Linked DNA regions of Bombyx mori: region 1 is linked to region 2. A link is a contact called in public Hi-C data. All regions are on one chromosome and are shown on one strand. Each heading gives the region's core, a stretch centred on a gene start, on an enhancer-like site or on the middle of the called end of the contact. The rest is flanking DNA. Distances are from core to core; before and after follow the strand shown.

Region 1 (6,506 bases), core at 2,563-5,062, 80 kb after region 2:
ATTGTAGCCTTTAAGAGCAGTCAATGAGCAGCCAAGCTCGGAACTCACCCGATGTGATACAGTTCTCGAGATTAAACAGGTGACGAGCTGAAGGTAACTTCGAGACGAGTCTGAACTCCATTAGAACGGCGATTGTAAACCTTCAGACCTAAACAATTGAGATATTAATCCTCTCGAGCCATAATCGCTGCTCCTTGTCTATTTACTTATACAACTCCACACTTTCTCACCGTTTTTTATGATTGAAGGTTTACTGGTGGCCCGGAGGCCTTTCCAGTTTCACCAGGACAGGTGGGCGAGCAAGGGCTCAGCCTCCTACTTTATCAGCCCTTAAATCGTTCTTACGTGTGTGCTTAGTGCAAGTTACCTTGTTACCTTAAGCATCCGTCACCGTCCTCACCGAACCCGTCGCGTGCGACGAAGGGCTCGATGAGTAAATTAACCTATAGACACAGCCCACTGAGTTTCTCGCCGGACCTTTTCAGTGGGTCGCGTTTCCGATCCGGTGGTAGATTCTGCGAATCACTGCTTTTGCTAGGGCCAGTGTTAGCAACAGTTTAAGCCCCGTTAGCTCATCTACACGTCAAGACGAAACTGAAATAGCCTCTCAAGGCTATCAGCATAGGTAGGGAAAAAAGCGAGCTGTTTAACGTTCTCGATAGCGTAAAAGTTAACTCAAATTTGTATGCTTGGAAGGGTGAACAACCGTCATGCAATACCTATAATTGTAACATCGGTCCTAGGTCTTCGAGTCCGATAACTAGCTCTTTACACCGGTATAGCCGCGAGCTACTACTTCCCTCCATACTACTAATACAAATCAAGGGAGAGCGAAGACTTCGCCAGCCTTCCGACGAATGATTCTACCACGATTTTACTTTACACTCTTTCATCATAGCCGAGTCCAGTTTAATGTAAAGAACTCTGTGACTCCAACCTAATGTGCTGCGCAAGCAAAAAATTGACAATTCTTTTGACATTTGACGTAAGAAATGTCACGGAAGCCATTTATATTTTTTACCTGTCAACAATAATTTCAGAACAAAAGGCTACCTGTGTTCCTAAGCCCCGCTGAGACCCGACAAGGCTACACAAATGCTCACCAAAATATTTTTATTTTCGAAGCTACTGTTTAACGTGTTTTTTATTTGTTTTTTTTTTAAATCATTGTACAATTTTGTATACACCTGTAGCGTTTTCTTTGTCAATTTCCTACTGTTGTCCATTTTATGTTTTGTTCTTTATAAGCGTGGAGCAGGTTGTTTGAAAGGTAATTCAAGGTTTATAGTGATTCAAGTGAAACATAAAAAAATCGTGCTTGTCGGTGAGCCAGTAGCAGTTACTTGTTCGATCCCCGATAAGCCAAGGAAGGCAAACTGCGGCAAAGAAATACAAGCGATTTGAAACAAAGTTTGATTCATTTTCTTTGTCTTTTTCTGCTACAGATCTTAAGAGTTACTAACAATTAATGACATACTTCCTTGAGGGACCTAAAAGCACTGATAGTGTAACCGGGGGATCCGACAAGACATGTTTCGGGCAAACTAACCCATAAACACAGCCCACTGAGTTTCTCGCCAGATTTTCTCAGTGGGTCGCGATTTCGATCCGGTGGTAAATTCTGCGAAGCACTGCTTTTGCTAGGGCTAGTGTTAGCAAAGTATCTCAGATCATTACGAGTTTCTTAACGTTCTCGATAGCGTAAAAGTTAGCTCATATTTGTATGGAATGGCCGTTCCAGTTCGTGTTCCTTCAATTAAATTATATGATGAGGAACCGCAGAGAGTGACCAGTTTTAAGTACCTGGGCCACATTGTAACGGATGATTTGTCCGATGACGCAGATTTGGAGCGGGAGCGCAGGGCATTGGCGGTCCGAGGAAACATGGTTGCCCGTAGATTCGCTCGGTGCTCCTCCCCAGTAAAAATTTCTTTGTTTAAGGCATTTTGCCAATCGTTTTACGCGAGCAGTCTATGGGTGAATCATACTCAACGGGCTGCCAGGGTCCTGCGCGTTCAATATAACAACATCTTCAGGGTGCTATTGCGGCTGCCCCCCTACTGCAGTGCGTCGCAAATGTTTGCTGATGCCCGGACGGATGGCTATCAAGCTATAATCCGAAAAAAGGTTGCCTCTTTTTTAAGACGAGTGAGAAACAGTAGTAATGGCATCCTCGGGATGATTGCTTCTCGCGCTGATTGTCCGATCCAACATAAATGGATGTGTATAATTACCGGACAAGACTGACATATCCTTATTATTATTTTACTCCTCATTATGAAATGTGTATGATTTTCTTTTTATTTTATTTTTTCTCCAAATTAATTAACTGATTGACATAATGATAGCTAATATTGACATAGAGTGGTTACTACTTACTGTATTGATATAATTATGTGTTTCTAATTCATTTCCTTTGTATATTTAATTAATTGAATTAGTATATTGTTCATTTTCTATTTGTATTGTTGAACTGTTTGTGTGCTGACTATTGTATTATTATTAATTTATGGATTTTTTCTGAAATAAATGTTTTATTATTATTAACTTTTACGCTATCGAGAACGTTAAGAAACTCGCACTAAGGACACTGAGCGTATAATTTTATTAATTAGGTTTTTTTTTATTGCCTTTGTAGGCAAACGAGCATACGGCCCACCTGATGGTGAGTGGTTACCGTCGCCCATGGACTTCAGCAATGCCAGGGGCAGAGCCAAGCCGCCGCTTACCGCTTAATACTCTCCACAAGCCTCGTTTGAAGAAGGACATGTCATAGCGCTCGGGAAACACCGCGGAGGGGAGCTCATTCCATAGCCGGATGGTACGTGGCAAAAAAGATCTCTGGAAACGCACTGTGGATGACCGCAGTGGCTCCAGGTAGTATGGGTGAACTCTACTCCGGTGGCGGGCGGTGCGATGGTAAAAACGAGACGTTGGTATCATCTCGAACAATTCCTCAGAGCACTCCCCATGGAACATGCGGTATCGATTCATTTTGTTCTGACATATTATACCCTCAGTTGTATTGTGGAAATCAGCGATCGCCTGCTATTTACGAATCTAATTTTTTTAAATACAATCTCTCTGAATATTTGTATTTGGAATGAAATATTAAATGATTAGATTTCCAAAGAATATCGATTCTAATTTTCAAATGTCCTATATAAAAGACTGCTTTCATTAAAATGATGACTTTTAATTAAAACCTATTAAAATGCGTTAAAGGAAAATCACATCGAGGGGTGAAAAGCACTACAAAGGTGGTTTAAGCGACATTTCGCTTAATACGCGACATTTCGCTTAATACGCGACATTTATCTTTGTAATTAAGGTCCGTTTTATTTGGTACGAGTATCAGCAACCACAATTCGATGTTTTTAATCGAACTTCAATTGTGTTTAAACCATTAAAATAGCTGGCTCTCCTGTAAAGCTTAAAAAATTTCGCTTTAGCTAAGAAGCCTTTCACACCTTGACATTTGTTTTTATTCTCGTTTCCATCTAGCGGTAGTTTTAATAACCAAAATCTCAAATCATTTTCAACTCACATTAAAAGTTATATAGTTTGACAAGAGATGGCGCTTATCCGTGAAACCTATTTAAGTCAATATCTAACTAAAATAATATTTTATATTTATTACATTGTAGTACTGATTGACAAAAATAAGTAGTGTGAAGAGTGAGAATGTTTCTAAAAGTACATACATCATAATGAAATTAATGTAAAAATGAACAACAATTAATTTTATTGGCAGAGTGGGAAAACTTTATTTAATGGCGTCGATAGATGTCGCTAGTAATAGTTTTATTTAAGTACACAGATGTCACTAGCAGTAGCATTTATCACTTCTAGTAGTCGCTTTATGTTACCGGCTTGCAGCATTAGTAGTTATCAGGGCCCTGAAATTGCGATACTATATGACAAATATTTTTTGTATTGATACTAGCGACATCTTTTAGTTGCCCCTAAACTTATATGTTGTGAAAATTAAGACATTTAATTATTGTATAACTAAAAACAGAAAATTAAAAAAAATTATCACACAATGCTTTTTTTGTTATAGACAAATTGATTAAATTTTAACAATTTGTGGTTTCTGAAAATTTACAAAAACTTTCATCTCTATAATATTATATAAAAATGAATTGCTGTTCGTTAGTCTCGCTAAAACTCGAGAACGGCTGGACCGATTTGGCTAATTTTGGTCTTGAATTATTCGTGGAAGTCCAGGGAAGGTTTAAAAGGTGAGAAAATATAAAAAAAACTCGGAATTATATAAAAACAAACAATTTTGTTTTTCCTTTGATGTGTCTCTTATTTATCGATTGAGGCACTACGAAGTCTGGCGGGTCAGCTAGTTAAAAATAAAACATAGGATAGGTAATACGAGTATACTACTGCCATCTACAGGAGCAATGAGAAACTAATCGAAGCGAAGCCATCTAGTGGCCGACGCCCGTAAACATTATTGTTGAGTACTTGAATTGCTTATCTACAAATAATTTATGTTTATTATCTATGGTATTTCTGAAGCTGTGACTCAAGTTGAACCCGAACGGGGTACGTCTAACAACCTACCTATTTTCAACAACAAAGGAGTCATAAGGCATAAGTTGTGATAGACGATATCAATCTTAAACAATTGAAATTTTGACCTGTCGTTTCAAGATTTCCAAGGGCTTCGGCTGTTAATCTGTTTATACCAATAAAAACCTATTCATTGTTTCAAAATTACGTTCTAACACTTGCAGCGAATAACATTGCATCTAACTTAGGTTAAGAATCTTTATCTTACATGTTATTGTACATTATTATTATCCACTGTATCATTATATCATTGCTCGACCTAACGAGATCAATTTGCAGACGTTGAAGTTCCCAAAAACAACCTTTCAACCCGCGAACTGCCCTCCGGTCTAACATTCGGTCTCCCTCGTTCTCCCTAAAAACTATTATATAGCTGTAAAGTTTTTGTTCTTCGTGAACCGAATCGAGAAATATACGAGACACGAAGAGTCAAACAAATAAATTCTGAGTCGTTTGTTTGTTGTAATCCATTATTTAGATATAGCTGTTTTCGCTGACATGCTACCAAAAAATGAAAACTGAGGTCATCACGAGCTCATATAGCTCAATATGACAAAACGTACAAAACTTTAGTATTAAAATTAAAAATTATCATTCGAAATTGAAGCGTTCGTTCTAAGTTAAACAAAATAAAACGTAAAGCACCCGTAAGTTAATATATTTGTTGATCTTCGGTGGCAGACGAGCAGTCGCTCTAACGATAACAAGTTGTTGATGTACGTAATCGGGCAGGGCGTGGAATACAACTGTGACATCCATCTCATGTGTCTTAGTTACGTCATTTCGGATCCTCCCGATCCACTAACGGTGCTTTTAGGTACCTCAAGCACCGGTCATCGTTCTCGTCGAATCCGTCGCTTGCGAGTCTTGCGAAGAAGGGCTCGGTGAGTAAACTAACCCACAGACACAGCCCGCTGAGTTCCTCGCCGGATCTTCTCAGTGGGTCGCGTTTCCGATCCGATGGTAGATTCTGCGAAGCCCTGCTCTTTGCTAGGACTAAAAAATATTAACATTCTGCACTCCTTCTCTATATTCTCTATAAGTGTGGGAAATTTCATGCTCCTCCGTCGGCGCAATTTTCGCAAAAAGAGGTAACTTTGTACCTTTGTTGCTTCACGTATTAATATATATATATATATATATAAACAGCACTTGCATTTAATTTGGCGACGCCCGTCTGCATTTGATAACATTAAGAAGATGTATGCCGATTACGACTCCGCCCGGACACAAACCTAAAAAGGTCAAAATAATTATTACGCAGGTATTAAGATTATTTTTCTTGAAACATTAAAAGTTTGCACAAAAATCTAAAGGATTATCTATAAATAATGTTATTTATTTAAAATGAAGATTCTTGACCACTTTTTTTTGATAATTGATATATCCTGTGTACTGTCGCGACATTTAACTCATTAAAGATCTTATTGATGTAGCAGATATTAAGGTCACTAACCCACCTCGGTATCAAGGATTCACTTCACTACTCTACTAATTTCGTGAATATGATTTATAAATACTCCTTATATTCTGTACGCACGCGTTGTTTATTCGATGCACAAGATAATTTGTCTTTCTTTATTTCTTCTTTTGTTATTGCATAGATGGAGGACGAGCCTAAACGGACGAGTTTAAACAGTACAGCTGCCCCACCCTTCACACCGAAACACATCACTGCTTCACGGCAGAAATAGGTAGGGTACCTACCTATAAATACCTACTCGTGCGGACTCACAGGAGTTCCTACCACCAGTAATTACGCAAATTATAATTTTGCGAGTATGATTTTTATTACACGACTAGCTGACCCGGCAGACTTCGCAGTACCTCAATCGATAAATAAAAGACCTAAACTTTTGTATAAAATAAACTTAAAACAAACAAAAGGAATCTGTCCGCCGGGGGCACATCTAAGGAAA
Region 2 (7,104 bases), core at 19-2,518:
ACTGTTGCAAACCCAGCTCGATGTCACTAACACTTGGCTGACCAAGTGGCGCATAAAAGCAAGCGCCCCCAATTCTCACATCACATTTACCCTAAGATGTGATACTTGTCCTCCAGTCAAACTCAGCCACGATACATTGCCGCAATCAACCTGTGTTAAGTACTTTGAATTTCACTTGGACCGAAGGATGACATGGAAAGACCACATCAAAACGAAGCGTAACGAAATTAACATTAGATTTGAAAACCTACTCTGGCTTCTGGGTAGACAGGCTGCCTTATCCCTATCCAACAAGTTAAGAGTGTATTGCTCAATAATAAAACTGATCTGGACGTATGGAAACCAACTGTGGTCGACAGCCAGCAAATCAAAATCATGTGCCTCCAGAGAGCTCAAAACAGTGTCCTGAGGGTATATTATTTATTTATTGCATTGAGTAGGCTAAACATGAAATGAAACGAACGAAATGAAAATGAGGTTGTTAAGAGAGTGTTAACTATGAATGTGGAAGGATATAGAGGAAGAGGTAGACCTAAGAAGAAATGGATGGATTGTGTGAAAGACGATATGGGTAGGAGGGGAGTGAGCGAAGAAATGGTATATGATAGAAGAGTATGGAAGGAGAAAACATGTTGCGCCGACCCCAGGTGATTGGGAGAAGGGCAGGATAATGATGATGATGAGTAGGCTAAACATGAAAACGAAGTCTCTTCTGGCTTAGAGCTCTATCTAAGTCGCCGTTCTGATTAAATCGGCTGCAACTTGCGTTTTAGTTTGAAGCGTAGAATTTCTGAATTTTTTATGTTCAACAATTAATGTTCAAGTTTTAGCGTGCTTTTGCTGTGTCACTATCACTAGGCTGTTGGTAAAACTGTATATTGGACTTATTAATAAAGTAGTGATTCCTAATAACAGCCAGAATGCATTATTATTATTAAAAACTAGAATTTCCATACAATATTATACAAATTTAAAGTATCATATTTCTGTGGAAAATCAGATAACCGTATTTTAAAGTAATGGAGGCTTCTATCTTTCTCAACAGAAGTAAGTATAAGTCTATGTGTTGGCATCCCAAAGTCCAATTCTAAAAACATTTGCCTAGTACCAGGCCAGCATAAAACACAAGAGGTAAAATGCAAATGAAACGCGCGTAGAGGCGCGGGGAGGAGCGCGGCGGGGCGGGGCGGGGTAGGAAAGTAAAAGTCATGGCGTCTAACTGTACCCGCATTCACTCTCGCCCTGCAAAGTCTGACACAGTTATTGGCGAAACGCTGTCCGCTCGTATGTGGCACGCCGGTTGTAACGCGCATCACGAAACAAGTGCAGCTCGACGGAATACGGCTTTTGATTATCAACGAACCTTGATCTTACGTATTCAGGACCGTCAAATGAGGTTTATGGTTATCGGCAGGTTTAGCTGCCTGTTTTTGACTGAGTGAGAAATACACAAACAAGACGAGTATGAACTCGGCACGAATTAGGCCCAGAATAACAAAAATCTTTAACATTTTTTATATTTATTGCTTAGATGGGTGGACGAGCTCACAGCCCACCTGGTGTTAAGTGTTTACTGGAGCCCATAGACATCTACCACGTAAATGCGCGACTCAGAAGAGGTCCTACCACATTTGTTAATTGTTAAGATTTATTAGGGCTGGCGTGTTGAAGTGCCTTGTTGCCTTCGAAGGCAGATCAGCATTGGATTCGCAGGATGGAGAGTGGCCTCTGTCGCTCTTGAACATCAGCATTACCAGAAGCATAGCTAACGAGGTCAGCATATAAATTTAAAGTATTATAGTTTATAGCAAACTCCTAGACTTTTACTTTTAAACTTTATTACCTTTTAACCTTTTCTTTTTTGTTGTTATTATTTATTTATATATTTTTAAAGACACAAAGAATATAGTGGCACATATCTTGGGACGTGAGGTCGAAGTGCGTGCAAGTTTCAATTCATTACATTGCGGCTATTCCACCCTTCCATCTGGAACACATTAACGCAGCAGAAATAGGCAGGATGGCGGTACCCATGCGAGCTCACAACACGAGTCACCCAATACTATCACTTTTTTCTCCTAGCTATGCTGATAGCCTTGAGAGGCTATATCACCGTTACCCTAGCGTGTAGGTGAGCTCTCGGGGCTCAAGTCGAAGGTGTTGCTAACAATGGCCCTAGATAGAGCAGTGCTTCGAAGAATCTACCACCGGATCGGAAACGCGACCCACTGAGAAGATCCAGCGAGAAACTCAGTGGGTTGTGTCTATGGGTGCTATCACTGTACTCTAGTTTAATACTCAGAGAACACTGCTGCCCTTTTCGCCGGGAATCCCTTAGCCACTGTGTACCACAATCTCTGAAAGACAGGGGTGGTGCAATTTTTTATAGATACCACACACCTACAGAGATTTACTTGCTATATAGCTTAGTGCATAAAACTTTTTTGATAAACTTTAAGCCACGTTATTTTTCTCCACTTAGGTACATTTGATATTTTCTCTGGGCTTTATTACTCATTTAAAACAAAAGAGAAATAAGCAAAAAAGTCATGTTTAAATAAAATTATCTCAATAATTGTTGGACGCGTTAAAAAGTGTATACCTACATATATTGAAACTTAAAACAAAAGTATTTTTGACGATAGACACAGCAGGTAAATTAAAAGTAAGATTGGAGAAATTAGACGTAAATAATTAATACGTCTTTTTTGTGGTATTGGTGATGGCAGCTTACACTTTAAAGTAGAAACGTTGGCTTGGAACCGCAGAATGATCACACCACATGAATAATGATGAAGAAAACCGAAATATGAACATGGAATTATATACATTCTAAATACAATATGCTTTAACATTAAATAAAAAACGAGATATTTTTAAAATTATTTATTTCCAAACCCGCTTCGCAAAATAACGAGTTCCTAAATCTACACTCACGATAAATTCTCGCCATATTTCCCGTAAGAGGCACATCTTACCAAAATACTCACCTACATTGCAAATAAAAACGGTAAAAAAAACAGTTTTTACATTATACAACGCTGCCCACAAAATATTTATCCACGATGGTATTAATGTCCTTATTTCTGTTGCAATTTGTACATGCATTACGGTTATTCCAACCTACCTGAGTTAATATTTTTAAAGATAAATAACGGTTATTAATTGTACCTACGAGCCGGGTGTGTATAATCTGAAATCTTCTACTACATATTTAGTGCAGACCTACAGCTTGTGTTTCACTATATTGAATCGTGAACAAAGGGTATAATTCTTTTTCTACTGTACTACGGTAGCCATCACGGAATAAACGCACAAAAAAAATATAGTCACGATTATAGTTGTTACCATCACTACATAGTATAAAACAAAGTCGCTTTCTCTGTCCCTATATCTGCTATCGTCCATATGTATGCTTAAATCTTTAAAACTACGCAACGGATTTTCATGCGGTTTTTTTTAATAGATAGAGTGATTGAAGAGGAAGGTTTATATGTATAATAACATCCATTAAATAGTGGAGAAATTAATAATAAATTACAGTTTCCGAAGCGAAGCGAGGGCGGGTCGCTAGTAGTAGATAAGGTGCAGACTTGAAGTTTTATTTTATATTAATGAATTCTAGCCGTATTTATTAAGGTTTACGATTTTATAAGCATCAAACTGTTTGTGAGCACAAAACGCATTCTCACGCAACAAATCGCATGTTTACGGATGTCTTCGCAAAGTGGGTCAGTGGCACACTTTCTCGTATCGCCGTCCCGCTCGAACTACTCCAATTACTTGCTCCGTCTCGCTCTAACACGGCACTGCTTTACAAACGGAAGTGTTGATGTCATGGTCAAGGTTGTAGATAGATTTTGACAATTTTTCAAGTTGACTTAAATAATTTAGAGCAACTCTACCGATAGCCGATACTTACATGACCTAATTCATTCGTTAACATTCATAATATACGGATATATGTTCGATTTAATTTACTCACAATGCGTGCTCACAAATGCTTACAGCTCAAAACTTCGTATGTTTTAAACGGCACGAGCTACAGTTGTACTGAGACTCCACATCCTTATCTGTCATGTTTATTCTGAAGTAATAGCAAGTGCATCACTGAGCTCTAGTTTAAAAAGATAGTCTTTACAAAAACAAAAGAAGACATACTACATATGTACGGAGGCCATCCTTATTCGTTTTTTTTATTAATAAGCATCCACAGCACTACCATCACACGTGTAGGGTACTATGTGGAATCACGGAGAAATAAAAAAAAAGTTTGATCAATTGTTTCCTTTTATCAAAATTCGATCGAAATTAAGAAGTTTCATTTTTTCGCCGTCTGTACAAAAGTTCATGGCAATGGCTTAATTAAAAAAACGTTAATCTAAATGCAGCTCCGACTCGGTCATGCCGGAGAACGCTCACGATATTCAAATCTGTGTAATTAATCATGTTAACCTAGAATTTGTGTCTGTGAGGTCGTACGTTGGTCTAAAACAGAACATAAAGCGATTTAATATGATAATTTTTGTATTGATTTCACAAAATAAAAAAAAGTTCAATTGGACTACTCGGAAATATCAGCTCAAATCCTATGTAGTATAAATGATTTTTAGACGCGTTAATAAGGACTATAACGGTATTTACCTGCGCAAACCCCCAATGCACCATCTTAGTAATATTGCTAAAACAAACGTAGGTATAGTAGATCTTTCGTAGCGTTCATAGGCAGACTAACGCTAAATTCTAATAATCTATATAAACGTCAAAATTCGAATCAATAATTGCAGCTTAAATCTTATTGTCGATTTAAAAGCGAAAGGTTTTCAAACGAGAACGCATCATTTCATTATGCCTATTAGAATAACTATGTAACGATCTACATGGGGTAGCTTAGCACTATGACCCTTCTTCAAACGATATTTGACAAGAACTAACTCGTTGTCTGTAATCTGGCTGGATACCTCATATAGCTGATGACTATGGGCAACAGTAGTGACTATTTTGTATTACTAAAGCTTATGAATTCCATGGGGAGTGCTCTGAGGAATTGTTCGAGATGATACCAACGTCTCGTTTTTACCATCGCACCGCCCGCCACCGGAGTAGAGTTCATCCATACTACCTGGAGCCACTGCGGTCATCCACAGTGCGTTTCCAGAGGTCTTTTTTGCCACGTACCATCCGGCTATGGAATGAGCTCCCCTCCACGGTGTTTCCCGAACGCTATGACATGTCCTTCTTCAAACGAGGCTTGTGGAGAGTATTAAGCCGTAGGCAGCGGCTTGGCTCTGCTCCTGGCATTGCTGAAGTCCATGGGCGACGGTAACCACTTACCATCAGGTGGGCCGTACGCTCGTCTGCCTACAAAGGCAATAAAAAAAAAAAAAAAATTCAGTTTCACCGTAATTGCTGATTTATAGAAGAATTGACGAATTAAAACACAAAATGCTATTAAAAAAATTCTGTGCATGACATCTAGTATATTTGAATTGAAACTTATAATGTTTTTGAGATTAAAAGATGAATCACAATCAAGTGACAAATCGGAAAAAGCTCATCATTTCTCAATACATACATACGCAAATTTTGAAAGGTCAACCAAAAAATCCGGCATTTGTAAAGGTAGAAATGGGATAAAAACTTATTTCGTTTGAAACTTTCTTTGCGGTCTTAGAACTTTCGCTGCATTTCATTATGTTAATTCTTTATTTTTGTAAATTAATTAGCCATAAATCATGGTATTGGTCCAGCGACACGAAGGCGCCGGTCAAAGAGATCGCAGATTCAAGACTTCGTAGGACAAGACGACAGCACGCCTTGTGTTAATCTGAAATATCTTCACACTGGTGGTAGGACCTCTTGTGAGTCCGCACGGGTAGGTACCACCACCCCGCCTATTTCCGCCGTGAAGCAGTAATGCGTTTCGGTTCGAAGGGTGCGGTAGCCGTTGTAACAATACCTGAGATCTTAGAACTTATATCTCGAGGTGGGTGGCGCATTTACGTTGTAGATGTCTATGGGCTCCAGTAACCACTTAACACCAGGTGGGCTGTGAGCTCGTCCATCCATCTAAGCAATAAAGAAAAAACATATAGTGTGAAGTTTGTTCACATGTGATTTTGGTGGGCAGAGAGTTAATATTCCTACGGAAGAACTTTACTTTACGCAGTTCAGACAGCTTGTGGTCGAAAATTCAAAATAAAAATTTAATAAATTAAAACGCTCACTCTCGCAGCTTGGGTAGTAAGGTAGTAAGGTCAAGACACAAGTTCAAGTATACGGCGTCGCGTCGGTTCTTGACTTGCATTTCACTTGATCTTCGCACGAACTTTGCAAAGGTTGCCGTGGCCTCCTTATTGAACGGTTACGTTGTTAGACGAACAGACGGCATGCGCGGTACCATCGCTTATATTAATTCGCACATCATTTTTATTGTGACGTTGCGTTTTGTGAGCCCGTATGGTTTACAGCATACCGCCCAGCCTCATACCATCATACTGTCGAGCTCCCGTCTCAAGGTACATACGTAGTGGCCTTCTCATAGAAATATCTCTGGACTCCGATATAGGGCTTGTATATTTCCAAAAAATCCACTACAGGACCCATGGATCGGAGTTTAATTTGAGACGCTCACTCAAAATTCTCAATCCCGAAAAAGGTTCTTTAGGAGCTGACTTCAAAAAAAAACTTGATAAATTATGTCTTGTATGGTTTGTGTTTCCTAAATAGTACACCTGTTTACTATATGGCAAGAAACCAATTCCCATTAATAGTACTTGCTGCAAACAGAATGGTTATTAAGTTCTATTATATTTGCCGATAGTGAGTGGCCACGGCCGGTCATGAATGCCAGCAATCCCAAGGCCACAGCCAAATAGCTATCTTGAAAGAAACCAACAAAATAATCAATTAAAAAAAAACAACCTTTTTTACCCGTTTACTTAATTATGAAAGTCATTTAAATACTTGACATTAATAGGAAAAGTGGCCAGTGTTAACAAATTCTCCGATTGAGCCCATAAGCTCGACTATCAGACCGAGAATATTTGGAATAGCCCCTTAGGCAACCAACGATTAAGTAGGGGAAAAAGTTAGATAGGTGGA

Evidence for each region. A called contact is a pair of places that touch in the nucleus more often than the background predicts.
Region 1: a Hi-C map of middle silk gland shows a contact between it and region 2, with 3 times the contacts expected there. The contact joins two enhancer-like sites. A contact is called at or near these places in 2 of 7 Hi-C or Micro-C datasets (middle silk gland and posterior silk gland).

What each region holds. Positions count from the first base shown.
Region 1 is chr15:18,090,384-18,096,889 of ASM3026992v2, forward strand. No RefSeq gene overlaps it. Among protein-coding and RNA genes, the nearest start is that of LOC101737149, 22 kb to the left of the region's middle. Within about 2 kb of position 3,813, at least 6 of the 8 cell types and tissues checked have open chromatin away from gene starts, as enhancers often do.
Region 2 is chr15:18,013,028-18,020,131 of ASM3026992v2, forward strand. No RefSeq gene overlaps it. Among protein-coding and RNA genes, the nearest start is that of Nanoso, 23 kb to the left of the region's middle. Within about 2 kb of position 1,269, at least 4 of the 8 cell types and tissues checked have open chromatin away from gene starts, as enhancers often do.